Linked DNA regions of Anas platyrhynchos: region 1 is linked to region 2. Evidence: chromatin contacts called from public Hi-C data. All regions are on one chromosome and are shown on one strand. Each heading gives the region's core, a stretch centred on a gene start, on an enhancer-like site or on the middle of the called end of the contact. The rest is flanking DNA. Distances are from core to core; before and after follow the strand shown.

What was found. Hi-C and Micro-C count contacts between places; a contact is called where the count stands out from the background.
Region 1: a Hi-C map of liver shows a contact between it and region 2, with 2.7 times the contacts expected there. The contact joins two enhancer-like sites. A contact is called at or near these places in 2 of 8 Hi-C or Micro-C datasets (liver and subcutaneous adipose tissue).

The regions. Positions count from the first base shown.
Region 1 is chr14:11,211,769-11,217,846 of IASCAAS_PekinDuck_T2T, reverse strand. No RefSeq gene overlaps it. Among named protein-coding and RNA genes, the nearest start is that of STK10, 5.1 kb to the right of the region's middle. Within about 2 kb of position 4,231, at least 1 of the 8 cell types and tissues checked has an H3K27ac peak or open chromatin away from gene starts, as enhancers often do.
Region 2 is chr14:11,086,740-11,092,246 of IASCAAS_PekinDuck_T2T, reverse strand. It overlaps SH3PXD2B (SH3 and PX domains 2B), which reads left to right. Exons shown (of 15, transcript XM_038186487.2): 10 at 72-155; 11 at 1,132-1,249; 12 at 2,436-2,662; 13 at 3,203-3,252; 14 at 3,373-3,498; 15 at 4,201-5,507. Among named protein-coding and RNA genes, the nearest start is that of SH3PXD2B, 67 kb to the left of the region's middle. Within about 2 kb of position 1,451, at least 1 of the 8 cell types and tissues checked has an H3K27ac peak or open chromatin away from gene starts, as enhancers often do.

The DNA.
Region 1 (6,078 bases), core at 2,982-5,481, 120 kb before region 2:
GTAATACTGGAAATGCTATGCCTTAAGAACTAAACTCAGTGTTGTTTTTCTTTTTGAATTTCTTTAAATAGGACTTTTAATTCTGAGCTGGAATTCCACGACTTTTTCATTGCCTTCTAATACCCTAGAGCCACGTTTTGGTGGTGGTTTTGGTGTGTGCCAAAGCACCTTGCAAGTCAGGTGTGCGATCCGTGGACAATGCAGGGCCCCAAGGAAGGATAGAGCAGCTTTTGGGCTCCTCATGGGAACCTCCTGTGTCCACGGCTCCTGCAAATGTGCCTCAGGCTCCTTGGTGAACAGGGAAAGTGCAAAATGATGGATTGGTGTAATTGTCCTGTAATTAAATTAACTGACGTGTTGTCTTAATTCAGGTCACTGCTGCCTAGTCTTGATTAACTACCTCATGTATCAGAGGAGTACGAATAATTTTTTTTTGTAGTCTGCTTTGATTTAATGTTATCAAAACCAAGCCTTTAAATGTTTGTTTTGTTTTATTTATTTATTTATTTAAGTCTTAGGATATTTTCATGGTAGAATCCATGTGAATTATAAACTTGCCTGAATTTTTACATATATTTTTGTGTATATAATCCCTTTTATGCGTACATATTCCCATTCTCAGAGCTGATGCCCTCAGACACCATGATTTATAAGCAACGTGTGATCTTCCCTCTTCACCCACCTTCCAGCTGAGCAGTGTGGTCTCCTGTGAAACAGCAGGAGGGATGCTCACCCTACATCGCTGCGTGTCTGCATGCACAGCCCCACGCACCCCAAACTCTGTGGTGTTCAGAAGCCTGGTGTGTGAAGCGAGCGGGGGAACACCAACCTGACTGTGAACCTAAGCAAAACCCCAGCAGGAAGTGGACTTCGTGTCAAAGTTTGCACGAGAAATTAAATTTTCCCAGTTGCTGCTGCAAGCAGTGAGGTTGGGTGTTTGTTCATACCCCGCACCGTATGAGCTTAGGGGAATATATGCTGGTTTGCAGAGCAGTCACATAGACTATTTTGTTTCCCTTCTTTCTAGCATGGAATATAATTAATGTTTGTAGTGTGACCGTGTTCATAGTTAACTGAGCCCTATCTGACTACCCGAGGTTGTGCAGCATTTTTCCCCCAGGTGGGTGCTGCGCCATCCCTGCAGGCTGCGTGCCGAAGGTGAGTTGGTGCCGTGCCCTGGGCTGGCAAACGCACCCATCCTGCTCCATCTGGGCTCCTGCAGCCCCGTGCTGCACTCGTACCTGGTGGTCAGCTCCAAAAGCATCACATCTGCTGCACGGAGGGACTGTCCTGGCTGTGGACCTCATTTTGCTGGTGCTCACATTGGGGTGGCTGCCTCGGTCAGTGCAGGAACTCCAGATGCCCCCCACGTGCCACAGGGGGAATCTGGCTGGGAAGCTCGTAAAAACACAGGGCATAAAGGTAAATTCCAGCTTTGTGAGGAGTGGTTCATTGTGTTCCCTTCTCACAATCCCTCAAAGTGGGGCTTTCAGGCGCTCGGTTTATTTTCTCTGGAGTCGGAGCAGTTGTAAAGGTCTGGGAGCCGGGATGCCATGCTGCAGGCGTGCTCAAGCCTGGCTTCATGTGGGGTCAGTGGCTGAGCCTGGAGATGGGAATTTTCTGTTCTAATTAATCCCTTATGCTACAGCCTTGCAGCTTCATTAGGGGAGGTCTTTAATGGCAGTGAGCTTGGAGGAGGCTGAATGGTGCGATGCCCTCAGTGTAAGGTGAGAAGGGAAATAAATTCACTGGGCTGCTGTGTCCAAAGCGTAAACAATCAATATTTAGCAAGAGAAACCGCCTCTCTTGCTTTCCCTCCACATGGCTTTAATTAGGTGGTTTAGTTAACAAAGAAAACAGCGTTTCCTTTAGCTGAGCTGTTCCCCATAAGAGCAGTGACGAGGATGCAGGGGAGCTGCCCGACCCCCAGGCACGCACACTGAGGCAGAAAACACAGGAGGGGGAAGCTGACAACCCCAAATGGGTGCTGTGCTGGAGAGATGAGGCTGCTGAACATCAAATTGGCTTTTCTTTGTGCTCATCTGCATCTGAGCATCGCCAAATAGCCGGGGAGGAGGCTCCTCGCTAAGGCAGCGTGTGATGGCACTGGGGGACAGGCAGAGACCCCCCCCAGTGTACAGGGCAGGGGGTAATGCTGCTATCAGGTACTCCTGGGGAGAGTTGTGAAGCACGAGGCTGAAGTCTGAGTTGTGCCCATCCTTCCTCCTCCTCCTTGGATGTCAGTCTCTGGTATTCATCTTGGTAGGGCAGCAGCAACATGAAATGGAGAAAACAGAACAAGCAGTTGCTGGGCCACATCCCTTTGGTGTATTCACCTTCTACGAGTGTGATTCACCTATTTGGTGTCTCTAAAGTGAACTGGAGGATGGAGAAGCAAGGCTGCATTGTTCCCAGCTGGGGAAAGTCTTGTTGGGCCTACTGGGAGCATGCTGGTCCCTCTGGGAGGTCAGCCACTGCTCCCTTTCCTCTTTCTCCTCTTTTCTTCTCCTCCTGGTTATCAATGAAGATGACTGCAAACATCTTAAATTCCACATAGCTCAATTTCTAGATTTGAAGATGGATACCTAGCTTAGCAAAAAAGCCTTGGCTGATATAAGCAGTTATTTCAGACACAGAGGCAAACCCAGCACCCCAGCTCTCACCCCCCTTCTCCAACTTTCTCTGGCTCCCCAGCTCACTCAGGAGAAATTGGATTGAACTTATTGCCCCCAGCTCAACCCAAACATGTTACAGGCTCACAGGGCACCTCCCTGGCACACTGATATTTCTCCACCTTTCTGTAACGACTTGCAGGTGTCATGGTAATCCATAACATCTGGGTCACTGCATGGGCATAAAGGGGGAGAGCAGGGAGCCTTTGCTACTGCATCACATGGCTGGGCTGCTCCTACCGACAGCATCCTTTCCATCAGGAGGCTTCAGGTGGGAGGACAGCATCACTGCAGCTCAGGGCTGAGGCTGCTTGGTCCAGGAAGCTGCTCTGAGGGCACTGGAGAGCTGTCCCCAGTGGGACTGATGCTGTTACCCCCCAAAATACTTTCTACCTTTTGCTATTTTGCTGTTAAACCATTCCCAATTAAGACTTTGGGAATTACATCCTTAAAGAAGACAGGCTGCTCTTCTTGCTTTCTCCCACATAGTTTCTGACTTCCTCTCCCAGAGGCAGCAAACTTTTCACCTCCCAAGGACTAATTTTAAATACGGGGGTATTTTCATGGCCTCTGTCTGGACTGTAATTTCTCTAATTTTACCTCATTTCCAGGAATATTGGTCTTAGAATATCTTAAGTTCTTCTTTCTGGATGTTAAAGAGAAGCTTTGTGGCTTGAAACTCATGACACAATGTGGTGGTTTTACCGTACTGGGCAACTAAACCCCACAACCGCTCTCTCACTCCCCCTCCTTTAGATGAGGAGGGGGAGAAGTAAAGCAAAGAACAACTCACGGGTTGAGATAAGGATAGTTTAATTAAAGGGAAATAATTATAATAATTAAATAAAGACTACCATGAACTAACAATTTAACTAAGGGGAAATAAAAAGGGAAAGGGGAAAGGGAGGGGAAAAAAGGAAAATAAAAAGAAGGGAGGAAAACAAACAAACAAAATAAATGAAGGCTATATGGAAGTGCAGAGGAAAGAAATTACTCTCTACTTCCCACAAATGAGCGATGATTGACCACGTCCTTGAAGCAAGGCCTCAACGCACGCAGCCGGTGTTCGAGAGGAGGACCAACGTCTTCTCAACGAGAGCCCACCCCTCCCCTCTTCTTCCTGTTTCCACCTTTTATTGCTGAGTGTGACATCACATGGTATGGAATATCCCTTTGATTGGTTTAGGTCAGCTGCCCTAGTGATGTTTCTCTCCTCACCTTTTGCCCACCCCCTAAGAGGGTTAGAGAAAGGCCTAATACTGTGCCACTGCTGCTCAGCAGCAGACACAACACTGGTGTGATAACACTGCTGTTCCAGCTACAACTGCAGAGTACGGCACTGTATGGGCTGCTGCTGGGAAAGTTAACATTCCAGCCAGACCCAATACACACAATCACATCACCATCTACATCCAGCAGCTGAACGGCAGTCCCCCAGTGCTGGTGGACGAAATCCTTCTCAAGACGGTTCTGTTTTGGGGCAGAAAGGTTTAGAAACAGGTCACGAGCGCTGATTTCCTGCTTTGAAAGAATACGTGGAATACCAGACGGTGCTCGTGTCCAGAGAATAAAGGTGACCCCTTTCTGGCCATGCCTGCAGGAAATACCAAGCCCCCGGTGCTTCCTGCACACAGGCAGCAGCACGTGGATGGGCTGGGGCTGTTGGCTGTGCTGGGGGGCTCCTCATGGCTCAGGATGCACACCGTGATGCAGAAGTCATTCAGGCCGATCTTCCCCATCACGTTGTGGTCCAGAAGGTCAAATAGCAGCACGAGCTGGTTTTTATTCAGGCCTGTCATAACAGAGCATGCAATAAAACTGCAGATCTGGAAAAGAGTGAGCTCTCAGGCCTCGTCTGCACAAAGCTGTGAGCAGTAATTAGCAGGATTTATTTTGTTTTAAATGCCCGCTGCTCCCAAACAAGTTGCACAGGCAATTAAAAACACAGCAGCAGACAAGAGATACTGTTCGGAATTAATAGATGGCATTAATGAGATGTCTGATTTATGAAAGGGACATATGCAGTTTCTATGTGGAAAGCAACGTTAAAGCACCCATGATTTTCTGTCTTTTCTGGGAGAAAAAAAAAAAAAAAAAAACACCCCAAAGGAAAAAAAAAAAAAGATACAAAATTTTTTTTTCAGTAAACCAGAAACATCGGGGAAAAAACAACTCTTTTTCTCTTGTATTGCTGCCAGTGGCTCAGTCCATGGGAAGAGGTGTCGCCTGAGCTGGAGCACCACGGTGGCTCGCAAAAGCACGGGAATAGACTCCAGACCTGCAGGCAGGACGTGAGGAAGCTGTGAACCAGCAGACCAGCATCTGCGAACAGCCCCATGTGGAGAAAACTGTTGGCAGCAACCCCACCTGCTTTGTAGCGCGGAGCACGGTCGGTTTATGGAAAGGATTACATGATGGGGTTTGCTGCAGTACTAAGGAATTAGCTTCGGTGAGCCAGAAACTCACTCCTGCCCTGTGTTCCTGGCATCTTGCTTGTACAGCTGTAAAGATCCCCTTTATCACCACCCCGGGTTTTTTGTACATTGATTATCTACTCACTGGGGCTGGGAGCTGGTTATCGTGTTTGTGCAGTGCTAGCAAGCCTGACGGGGGGCTTTACGAGCTGCTGGGATGCAGGGGGTGGTGATACTATAAAATCAAACAGGTTTATTGGGATTTTGGACCCTTTTCTGTTTCACAGATAGGGAAGGAGGCAATTGAAGGGGGAAAGGGATACCCTCAGTAGGAGCTGAAAATCCCCCTCAGCTGCTCCGAGCGGTCCCACAAGCCGTATGAGGTCCAGGAGCAGCCAGGCCAGGTAACTTCCAGAGCACCCAGGGCGTGATAGAGCAGGGGGGACGTGCTGGGGTGTGCTGTAACAGAAAGCTCTTTGGGGTATTGCCAAGCGCTCGTATCAGCTAGCGGCTAGGTAATTAGTATTACGGAGCGCTGCATTTGTTGTAACATCTGAAGTGCAGTGTTTGTAATCTCCAGATTTAAACCCTAAGCGATGCAGCGTTCCCTATATCTTTTTTCAAAACATTACATGGGGCCTGTAATTTTATAGCATTAATGCCAATCTCATTTTGGAGAAGCGCTTGCTGTTAGGGCTTTCTCGCCCTGAAAATCCAGGCACTGGAAATGCTGTGCCAGTGCCACTGCCACTAAGCAGAGCGCTTCATCTAAGTACAGACGCTGCAGAAAACACCCAGATCTCAGCTTCAGCTCCCAAACAGAATTAGCACCAAGGCACTGACCCCTCACAATAAGAAAACTCTGCCCTAGAACCAGAACACAGCCTCTGTCACACACTTCAATGCTTTTTCCATGTGTTCAAGATTTCCCATCAGTTGTGGAGGCAAAGCCTCACCTATCATTGACTGCTAAAGCATACTACATAATAAAA
Region 2 (5,507 bases), core at 202-2,701:
TGAGACCCGAAGTGCTGCCTCCTTACGTCCTCTCTTGTCCTTCTCCTGCTTCCCCAACATGCTCTTCCCAGTCCCGTGGAGATACTGGTCCCTGCCCAGGCACGTTGGCCGCCGTCGGACCCTTGGGGACTTGTACACCAGTGGATGGGGTCAAGGTGGACTTTGTAGAGACGTGTTCAGCTGCCCTGGTTTTGTGCCTGCAGCCTTGTTGTGTGCATGTTTGTTTGCTTTGCATGGGAGGGACTCTGCTTGTGTCCTCCTCGGTATGTGCCATGTGTGCTCCTCAGCCTTCCATCAGCTCACTCACGTCCACCTCTCTTTTCGCTATCAGCTGTTCCTTCTAACTTTTTGAGGCTTGTTTTGGGTACAGAGACTGGAGTCCCTGCTGTCCCCAAAAACATTTATGCGAACTTCTTGTAGCTGCTGCCTTAGTCCCTGCTCTCAGCCAGGTCCTGGTGTCGGTGGCTCAGGCAGCACCAAGAGCAGAAGAGCCGACCTGGTTTTGCTGGATGGGGCAGGACGTTTGCTGCTTTGACTCATTTGCATGAAGCGGGAGGGGAATCAGGTCTTTCGAGAGCTGTGCTTTTCCAAGAAGGCAAGGACAAAGGGCCGGGCACCCAGTTTGGATGTGTTTTCAAGCCCTGGAGGAGAGCATTTTCAGGAACAGTGGCTATTCAGGAGGATGAAGGCAAAAAGCAACTGGGAGGGGAAGCTTGAGCGATGTATGAAAGTGATTAAAGACCATGGTGGTAGCTGGGATTGGGTTCTTTTTGGGGTCAAGCAGCTTCCTATGCTGTATCTTTGTGGTCAGCGAGTAGCACAGGATCCCAGAGCAAGAGCTGGGACCACAGGCTGGCTGGATGTGAGAGGGTGAAAGGAAAAGAAGTGGGCATTCAGTGCCTCCTCACCTTGGCTGTCATAGGGGAAGCTCACCAAAGCTTACATTTCAAAATGCAACTGGGTTTGTTTTGGAATTCATTTCACTGGCATTTTTTTTCTGAACAGTTGTGTATCTCTGTGTGTTTGCACCTATGTTACAACAAGAATTACTGTTCACAGAAAACACTTAGCCACTATTTCCAGGTTTCTGTAAAACAATATCTTAGTAAAACTCCACTTTCTTTCCTACAGAGGAGAAGTACACAGTTATTTACCCATACACTGCAAGAGACCAGGATGAAATGAACCTGGACAAAGGGGCTGTGGTGGAGGTGATCCAGAAGAACCTGGAGGGCTGGTGGAAAATCAGGTACCGTCCCTGCCTCTTGCCCTTCCCTGGCGCTGCAGGCTATGCAAAGCAGAGACCCCGATGCACAGTCCAAGGGCAAGCCTAGAGCAATGAGGAGGGCAGAATAGCAGAACTCATTTCTCTCCATCCCTAAATACCAAGGCTTACTGAAGTTCAAGGTTTCAGCCAAGCATAGCTGTGGTTAAACATCTTGAAAATCCCTCAGTTTCCTGTGCTGGGGAGGTGGACTGCGTCACAGCATCACATGCCCCAGCAGCGGGTCCGGGAGCATTAATGTTACATCATGTGCTGCTGATAGGAAAAGCAGCAAGTGTCCTGGAGGCAGGCTGGATGCTCTGGCTGTGTTAGGAGGTTCCTGCGGAGCAGGGCCGTTGTCCGGGCCAGCTCTGCTGTGTACAGGGTGTGCTGAGGCCAAACGCTCCCGATCATCCTGAGCTGATACTTGTTTTCTCCTGGAAGCTCGTTTTTGCTTCTCTGTGGCGTTAGCTAATGGCTGGACTTGAGCAGGGTGGGAGCATATGCCACGGTTTTCTTAACCTTGCGTTGAACCTGTGGTATTGGCAGAAGCAAAGCCCCAGAAAAATGTCCATTGACTTTCTGAGCAGAGGAGAGCTGCCACAAGAACTCCAAAGGCAATTACAAGCTCAGGATCCGGTGCCATGTGAGTGCAGTGGCTGCAGCCCAGCCAGCAGGAGCGTCTCCGACGCTGGCGCAAGACCCTCGAGCATGGCAGGCAGACTCCGTGGATGTGGTTTTTCAATCAGATCACAGCGCTGGTTCCTCTCCTAAACAGCACAGATTTAGAGCAGGGAAGGGATCCAGGCTGAGCTTCATCCAGAGAACAGGTACATCAATCCTAGCAGCAACCCTCTGGTTTTCCCCTTCACTTCCCCTGCCAGTGCGTTTCATTCCTGAACCGGTGCCATCGCTGAGGTGAAAAGGAAATCGGGCTCCTCGCCGTTCCCAGCCCTCGGCCTGCTGGCTGCAGCAGCCTGCATGGAGCATCAGTCATTGCTGCGGCTCTCCAGGTGCCACCTGGCATGGAGCCTGGCACCGAGCGAGCTCACTTTGCCCAAATCCAGGCTTGTGCTGAGCCCCGGCCCCAGGGACACCTGGTGGCCCCATGCACGGGCTCGGGGCAGCACTGAGGCTCGGCACAGTGACGCTGCCGTTGTTGTCGCTGCAGGTACCAGGGCCAAGAAGGCTGGGCCCCCGCCTCCTATCTCAAAAAGGGGAATGGAGAGATGTTCTCGCAGAAGCTGGGCTCAGGCTCCTCCACTCACTCCTGTGCCTTGGATCTGGACGGCATTTCCCGGCAGCAGATCGTGGCCAGCCGAGAGAAGGACGGGCTCACCGGCCAAAGGGACGGGAGGTTCGACAGCCGTCCCCTGCCCAACGCTGACATCCGACGCAGTAAGTGGCCAGCTGGGAAGGTGTCAGTGCAGCCTATCCTGCAGAATTGTGAGCAACATAGCTCAAAGGAGAGGCAGAAGGCTTGCAAGGCACCGTGAGCTCTGCAGCAAGGTCTGGAGGTGACACTGGCATGGGTGCAGTGCTGCCCCGGGGTCTGCTGAGGAACAGCAGAGGTGTGAATAAATAAGGGCCTCTCAGCCTGCAGGTACAGCTGCAGACACCTCTCCACAGGAGCTGCACAGTTTAATCCCTCAGCAGGTCAGGTCTTTGGGGTGAAAAAGCAGTTCTGTGTGGTCACCTCAGCTGCATTTCCCAGCAGCACCTGATGGTGCAGAGCTGGTTCCTCTTCCAGCAGGATAACCTTGGAACCTGGGTGACCTGCATCACTCAGGGTACCAGGCAGAGAGGTTCCTCGTTTGGCTTGCTTGCCTGAGGCAGGCTTAGTCCTTGCCTTTCTGCCTTCTCTTTCACTTGCCTTATGGGAATGCGTGTGTGACTGAAAGCCAACCTTCAACAGCATCTGAAATTCTTCCTCCACAGAGTCACCGAAGATGCGGCAGAGACCCCCTCCTCGCCGAGATCTCACCATAGTAAGTGCACAGAGCATGCACACCACCTCCCTGCTGCCTTAAGACTCCTCTGTCTATGTGGACCTTGTGTTACACCTCCTGTAGAGACATGCTGATGGGTTTTCTTTTTTATTGTCACAGCCACGTGGTTTGAACCTGCCTAAACCTCCTGTCCCTCCTCAAGTGGAAGAGGAATATTACACCATCGCTGACTTCCAGACCACCATCCCTGACGGCATCAGCTTCCAGGCAGGAATGAAAGTAGAGGTGAGTCTGTTGTCTTCCCTCCTCGCATCTTGCCATCAGAACAGTGCTTGTGATTACCTCTGTGGACTGTTAACATCACAGAGCAGGAGCTCGTGAGACTTTAGGTATAACACTAAAAGCCCTTCCAGAATTGGACACCCAGTTTTGTTCACAGAATCCCTGTTGTAGATGTGATTTTGCTTTTCAAAATGTACACTGTGCCTATTTAAGAGGATTTTTTCTCCATGGCTGCCCCAGCTTACTCATCCCAGTCCTACTTCTGGAGTGCGTACAGGCCGGATGGCTGCTGATCAGCGCAGTGATGCTGCTGGTTAATCACTCCAACAGTGCCACTCAGTGGCCACTGCCAGTACCTGGCGTCCTGTTCTTGTCTGCTGCAGCATCCTCGTCGTGGCTATGTCACTCCTTGCTCCCAGCTCATGAAGTTCAGGTCCCCTCAGTAGGATTCCCTCCCAGCTGGATACTGGTTCTGTACTTTTTGTGCTGAGCTGAACACCCACTTGTAAAAATCATTTGTGCTGGTTTTCCTTGTGATTATACAGCATTTGGATATCAGGTTGGGGAGGCAGGAGCCTGGAAGCTACGTGCCACCCTGATGTTACTTCAGAGATACCGAGCATCTCTTTTTGGAGATACTGAACATCCCCTTTTGTGCAGAGGGGGCTGCTGAGTGTGTGTCTGAGCTTTCCTTTCCTCCTGCAGGTCATTGAGAAGAACCTGAGTGGCTGGTGGTACATCCAGATTGAGGAGAAGGAAGGCTGGGCCCCCGCTACATTTATTGACAAGTACAAGAAAACCAGCAACGCATCCAGGCCGAACTTCCTGGCTCCTCTGCCCAACGAGATGGCCCAGCTCCGGCTGGGCGATGCCGCGGCAGAAAGCAGCGCCAGCGAGGAAGCCACGGGGCCGTGCAGACCTCTGCCCGAGGCTCCCCCCAACGGCATGGACTGCGGTATGAAGTGGGCCAAGGACTGGAAGGGGAAGGAGGCTGCTGAGAGCAGCGACCTTGCCTTCGCCTGTGGGTATGAGGAGATCTCGGACCGTGAGGTGGAGGAGAAGCCCAGCCTGCCGCCCAGGAAGGAGTCCATCATTAAGTCGGAAGGCGAGTTGCTGGAGAGGCAGAGGCCTCCCCCCAAGCCCCCAGGCATGATTTTGCCCATGATCCCGCCAAAGCAGTCGGTAGCCCCAAAAGACAGCAAGAAGCCCGAGCTGAAATCAGAGAAAGGCAAACTCTTCCAGCTGAAAAACGAAATGGGGCTGGAATGTGGACACAAGGTGTCAGCCAAGGAGGTGAAGAAGCCCAACCTCCGGCCCATCGTCAAGCCAACCAAGCCAAAACCTGAGCCCGTGGAGGACAAGCCTGAGCCAATCACCCAGAACCCCTTCTTGAAGTCAAGACCTCAGATCAGGCCCAAACCCGCTGCAGCCCCCCGGACTGACCCCCCCCCAGCCGACGACAAACTGGACATCTGCAGCCTGCGGAGCAAGCTGAGGCCTGCAAAGTGCCCCGAGAAACCCCCCGAGCCGGACACCGCCGCCAGCGAAAGCTCCTGCAGTAACACCACGGTCGCCCCGGAGGCTTCTGGAAGGTTTCAGGAGCGACTGAGCGTGGAGAGCAAACCCCTGCCCAAATCTCCCCCGGGCCCAGCCATCGTCCCGGCTGCCCGGGAGCCCGCGCCGCAGCGCCCGGTTGTGCCGCCCCGCAGGCCGCCGCCACCCAAAAAAACAGCATGTCCTGCCGCTGGCCCCGCACCCGAGGCCAGGGCTTCCCCGCTGCCGGGCAGACCCATGCTGGTTCCTCCCAAAGCCAAACCCTTCCTGTCCGCTGCGATCCAAGACGAAGCCAAAGCAAAAAGCGGCTTAGGCCCAAAGGTAATATCCAAGCCGGTGGAGAGAGGGGAAGGCAAGGAGAGGACGTCAGCCCCTTTCTCCAACCCGGACGTCTCCAAGGAAGCTCTCTACGTGGCCGTCGCAGATTTTGAAGGCGATGAGGAGACCAACAGCTTCAG